2 separate regions of the Rattus norvegicus genome follow, and region 2 is linked to region 1. Evidence: chromatin contacts called from public Hi-C data. All regions are on one chromosome and are shown on one strand. Each heading gives the region's core, a stretch centred on a gene start, on an enhancer-like site or on the middle of the called end of the contact. The rest is flanking DNA. Distances are from core to core; before and after follow the strand shown.

What was found. Hi-C and Micro-C count contacts between places; a contact is called where the count stands out from the background.
Region 2: a contact with region 1 is called in a Hi-C map of frontal cortex, with 4 times the contacts expected there. The contact joins two enhancer-like sites. A contact is called at or near these places in 2 of 12 Hi-C or Micro-C datasets (the A7r5 cell line and frontal cortex).

What each region holds. Positions count from the first base shown.
Region 1 is chr2:250,112,358-250,115,198 of GRCr8, reverse strand. All of the region lies in intron 3 of Lrrc7 (leucine rich repeat containing 7), which reads left to right. Among named protein-coding and RNA genes, the nearest start is that of Lrrc7, 180 kb to the left of the region's middle. Within about 2 kb of position 1,473, at least 13 of the 93 cell types and tissues checked have an H3K27ac peak or open chromatin away from gene starts, as enhancers often do.
Region 2 is chr2:250,762,761-250,765,476 of GRCr8, reverse strand. No RefSeq gene overlaps it. Among named protein-coding and RNA genes, the nearest start is that of Lrrc7, 470 kb to the right of the region's middle. Within about 2 kb of position 1,441, at least 7 of the 93 cell types and tissues checked have an H3K27ac peak or open chromatin away from gene starts, as enhancers often do.

The sequences.
Region 1 (2,841 bases), core at 224-2,723:
AAGTGTGTTATTTACAACATAAATGTAACTATGGAAGACATTCCAAGGAAGGATGATTCTTCATTTAGATGTCACTATAAGAGATGCCTAGTGATATACAGAAAAGCTCTGCATGTTTCTGTCTTGATTAGAGATGAGCTGCCGATGTCACAAAAAGTTCTCAGAATAAGCTCTGCCACTCAGCACAAGTCTAGTTCCTGCTCTGGGAGCAAAGGAGAAAAGCTTACAGCCTGGGGAAGCTGGTGAGGTTTGCTAGGAGACCGACATGTGAACTGTATTGAAGTTGGATGATCAGGATTTCTCCAAGTGAAGGAGACAGTGACGATCCTTCTTGGCAGAGGAAAATGTTTGCAAAAGTATAGAAGATGAGGAGGCTTTGCACTTACATGCCAGCCAGGAAGAGGCTGACAGCTTTTCCAGGCAGGATCCAAAGAACCCAACTGAAAATCTGCTTAAGTGGGGGACAGAGGAAAAGCAGCACCTCAGCTCTGCTACAAAGAGAAGAGTCACATTTGCAAGTCTGACTCATTCTTGACATGAAATAGGGAAGAGAAAAAATAGGGAGTGAGGGATGCATCCCACAGCTGAGAGGAGGAGATGACAACTGATGGTTGAACAAAGATGACAGCATCTTAGAAGGGTCAGATTTGAGGAGGAGAAAATGAGGGCATGTGTAACCCTATTCCTTGTCAAAGGGCAGTGAGAGCCCTGTGGGTGGCAGTTTATACAGAAGGAAAATTTCATGGGGGAAAGTCTGAGAACTGAAGTAAAACTTTAGCACTAAAAAAGAAGATATGTTCATTTACCATTTAATAAAAAGGTTATATAATTGCATGCATTTACTCTATTAAAACATGAAAAATATCTCTGAAATGGTTAAATAGAAAGTTTCTTATGTCCTATTCATATCTATTATAAACTCTACAAAAGAATCTAACAAGATTTATAATAACTCTGACATAAGCAGAAAGATATAATAATTATATTCCTGTACTATGCTAAGAGAGTTACCTCCATTTGATATGCCAATAGGAAAGGAAAACCTGGTAATATTTCTCTCTACATCTATGTATGCCTAGCAAGTAACCTCCCATCTAACAAACCAAATAGGAAATTATATAGAAAAATGCCATATCAGTCTTCCAAATGCTGCTATTTAGCAGTTATATGATCATTATAAGGTTCCTTTGTGATAAATACCATCACTCCAAAGCCATGGCAAATAGCAAATTCCCAAAAATGTCATCTGGATCATCTACATTCCAGTGAGTGAGACTAGTTATCAACATGAGGTAGTAGTGTAAGACCATCTCCTGAGGAGAGATGGAGAAGCCATGGATTTTCCATGGATGGGACAGAAATGACAGAAACAAAGAACCAATTCCACCCAAGTCTAGCCTACTGAGCCAATAAGTTTAGATACAGTTACTTACAAGAACATGAGTGATTTAAAGGCAGCTAGCTACACTACCTCCCATCAAAAGTCTTTTCCAGAAACTGTTATATGCCTATTTGTCCTCTGAGAAAGCCATACCAGTCCTCTTCCTTAGCAGCTTTCAACTGCCTAAAAACCCTCAATGAGAGGTTAGACCTCATGAGTCCTTCTCCAGGCCAATCTTGTGTACATAGCCCATTGGTAATTCTGCTAAAATTCAAGAAGACAGCAGTGATGTCATAGCCAGAGAAGAGTTTTGCAAAGCAAATGGTACAACCAAAAGACTGGAAAATAGTGAGATTGACAGATCTCCTCCAGGAATCCCCCAGTTTGAGGTTGAAGGGCAGTGATTATTGGAATACCATTTTCTTATTTGCACTCCTTTGAATTAAATTCAATGAATAAACTAATTCTTTTAATCCTACATTTTAGAAGACATTATTCTTGTTTTCCCCAATGGCATTTTTCCTTTTTTGTTCCTTTATTGAAAATAGATATTTTTTCCTCATAAAATTTATCCTGATTAATCCAGACATGTATTAGAATGTGGAGAAATGATAAGATGCATGGGCTCCCAAGTCATGGGGAACATTCTTTAAAAAATTGGTAGATTTATTTATAGCCTAAACAACTATATTTCAAGAAAGTATGCAAGAATGATATGTGAGAATATTTACAGGATAATCCTAAATGAAAGCGCATGACTCAAAATATATTTGATCTCTTTCCTTTTTAATATGTTTTGATTTAACAAGAACTACTTCTTTTTCCTCTCTCCTATTCCAATCCTCCCTCCAGTTCCAACAAGTTTCCCTCCCTTTAACCCTTCCCATGACCCCCACTCTTTTTGTTAGCTTCATTTTCTTTGATTATAATTGTTTCATACATACAGATACGTATGCACATATAACAAATAAAATAGAACTTGCTGAGTCTGTTTTGTATATATTGTTTCAAGACATCCTGTCTGTGTAATCTTAACAATATGTGTGCCTGGCTTGTTATTGTGTGTATTTAGAATACTACCTTAAGTAAATGGAAGGATGTATTTTACCATATCAGTGCCTTCTTTATGGGTGTCATATATATAGGGAATGATATAATCTTATTTATTCTTTATTTTCTGAACTTTTTTTTATTTGTGCTGCTTATATGGCCTAACTAAAATAGCAAATGGAATCTTAAATAGAAAACATTTCTGATCAAGCAAAGTGGTATGTCTAACATCCCTAAATAGATCTGTGTTTGTTGTGATTTATTCTCTTCAATAGATAATGTTCACTCACAATGACTCCTGCTGGTAAAACTCATGGTCTAGTGGTTGGCAGTGTGCTTTTTAAAACATGATTCCTAACTTCTCTCCATTCTCTACCATGTTCCACTGTCATGCAAAGCTCTTGCTTCCA
Region 2 (2,716 bases), core at 192-2,691, 650 kb before region 1:
GTTCTTCCCATTGTAGGCTAATTTACTGTTTAGTGACATGATGGCCAATCTATGATTTGAAAAACAGCTACACAATTTACTTTTTTGTTGGTTTGCTCAAAGAAGTAATAAATTATAAGAAAAGCTAGAAAACATGCAAGGTTTGTTTTTTTATTTATATGTTTGTTTGATATTTGTTCATTTGTTTGTTTTGGCTTCTTGAAGTAAGAATTTTTCTATGTTTTCCACGATGTCCTTAAACTTCAGAACTAAAATGATCTCTTCTATCTCAGCTTCCTAAGTGTGTAGACTAAAGAGACTCCCACCACCAATCTTGCTTCAGGAAATGATTTAATAGTGGTAGGGTAGCACAGGTAAGGTGGTGAATAGCAAGAATTTTTTATTTCAGATTAGTTTGTTTTAACACAATATAATTATATCTAATATAAAAACCTACATAAGGTGATTCAAGTTTAACTATGTATCATGAATTATTGTTATATTAAAAATATCCTGATAATCCACTCTAGATTCTAGAGAGAATTTAGCTAAAATCACTTTAAGCGAGCAAGTGAGTTTAGCATAGGTTAGGTACATTTTATGATGAAACAATCTGGATGAAATTTGGAATTCAGAGGAGGCTAACATCATCACCTGCAAAGTGTAGCAGGGCAAGGGACTCTTAGAGAGTCATGGGCAGAGAATACAGGTTGAGAAAGCAAAAGGAGAAGTACATTGCAGTTGAAACTACAGCTTGAGCATATAAGGGTTCACTAGAAAGGGGGCAGCATCCTCCAGGGAGCAGCCAGGAAGCCTTTGAGACAGTTGCTTGGTAACCATCCCTCACAGTTGGCTGCTGTGTATGAGTCACTCAATCTTTTTGGCTGCCCAATCCATTTTCCACCCACACAAGGTTCAGAATTTTGAATGAAATTTAATTCTAAAACAGCAGATACCAGTGGTGACTATAAGATTATCATCCTGTTCATATCTCCCTAAGTCCTGGGGTAAACTCTTGGTGTCTGTGTACACACTAAGTCTCCGATCAATTCTCACTCAGATGCAATGCTTTGGGATGAAACTCATCTTAAAAATATTGTTTCATGGTTAACAAACAGTTCTAGAAAAATTGAAGTTTTAAATTAAGGAGAAAAAGATCCTGGGAAGGTGGGGAAATATCTTTCCAATGGGGTGGTGAAGTTGGGGAGGAAGAGATAAAGCGATAAAGAGTGGAAAGGGGAGAGGAGAGAGGGAAGGTTTGGAGAAGAGAGGAAAAAGATAATAAAGAGAGATCTGGAGGAAAGGAGGGGAAGGGTAGGGAAGGAGGGAGACACTTTCAGAGACGGTGCTTTTAGCATTGACAGCAATGGACCATGTTCATTACATCCCGTGTGTTTTCTTGATGATGAATCTGCTTCCTGTGTGAACAAATTGCTGACTTATCAAGAGCTGTTCTGGAGATCACCAGCATATGAGAAATTACAGTAGGTGTTGTGCTTACAGCATTCACTGTGTCTATGAGAGTTGCTCCAAAAACAGTCTCCTACTTGCTTTCAAAGAAGGGTAGAGATTGTAGCAATGAATCACAAGGTGATAACAAGAATTAGAGCGAGTGAAATGGTCAGCACAAGATCTAGGGTGCCTGGTACAACCTGCTAAGCCTAAGGAATTGTGGGGGCGATTTGATCCCATCTGCCTCCATTGCTTTTTATTCCCCATCACTTCTTTCTCTCTCCACCCCCACAAGCACATGTACAGCTGAGGCTATTTCCAGCTTGCTTGCAAAGACAGAAATCACACCCAGGCACAAAAGAGGTAAGAGAAGAAACTATTGGGAGTGGACCACATTTTTTGAGTAACTGAGCTGCAGAAAAGAGACCCGTAGTCCACATTTTATTCTTCCTATGGTTCACTTTTTTGCTTCAATCATGAATTCTAAAATAGGGGGAAAAAAGAAAGGAAAAGAAGGGCATGAATGTTAGAAGGAGATATTGGGAAAAAAAAGAGGAATCTGCAGGAGGGAGAGGGAATTAGAGGTCAGTGAAGAATGAATGTAATCACATTATCACAGAACTTTGTGGACAAGTATAATATTATACATTTTTAAACTAAATGTTTATATATAAAAGTATAATTCCTAAGACGTTTCTCACAATCAAAATGTGAAATTGTAACCATATGAAGGCAATTTGTCAACTTGGAACACATTTATTTCATTAAAACAATTTCTGAGAAAACAAATACCTTCAGAATTTTGGCCATTAACTGAACTGTAACAGTTTCCAGGAGAAGCAGAGTACTTCCATCAGAAAAAAAAAAAGAATTTCCCCTCTACTGAAGTGGAATGTTTGCTTTGTGCTTCCTGGAGACCAGCATCAGCCAACTAAGACCTGGGGGTGTGTTCATGTGCTATTCTTTTTTGATTCATATGTTGGGGAGGAAATGAGTCATTTTGATTAAGTGGCTTAAGCCACCTACTCATGCAAATTATGTGTGTAGCCTGTGAAGAGATAGAGCAGACTGCCATGGGATAGCCAATGTTCTTTTTCCAGGATAGTGTGGGCCTTGCAGGCTGCCCCTCTCAGGTTCTTGTTCCAATTGGACCCATAGTAAATTCTGCAGGGAAATAAATGTGTGTATGTTTGCCTGAGTTGTAATTTAATTGCCCATTATTATTAATTGCAAGTATCAGACATTTATATTACATATATTTATATTATCTTTATTGACTTTAAGA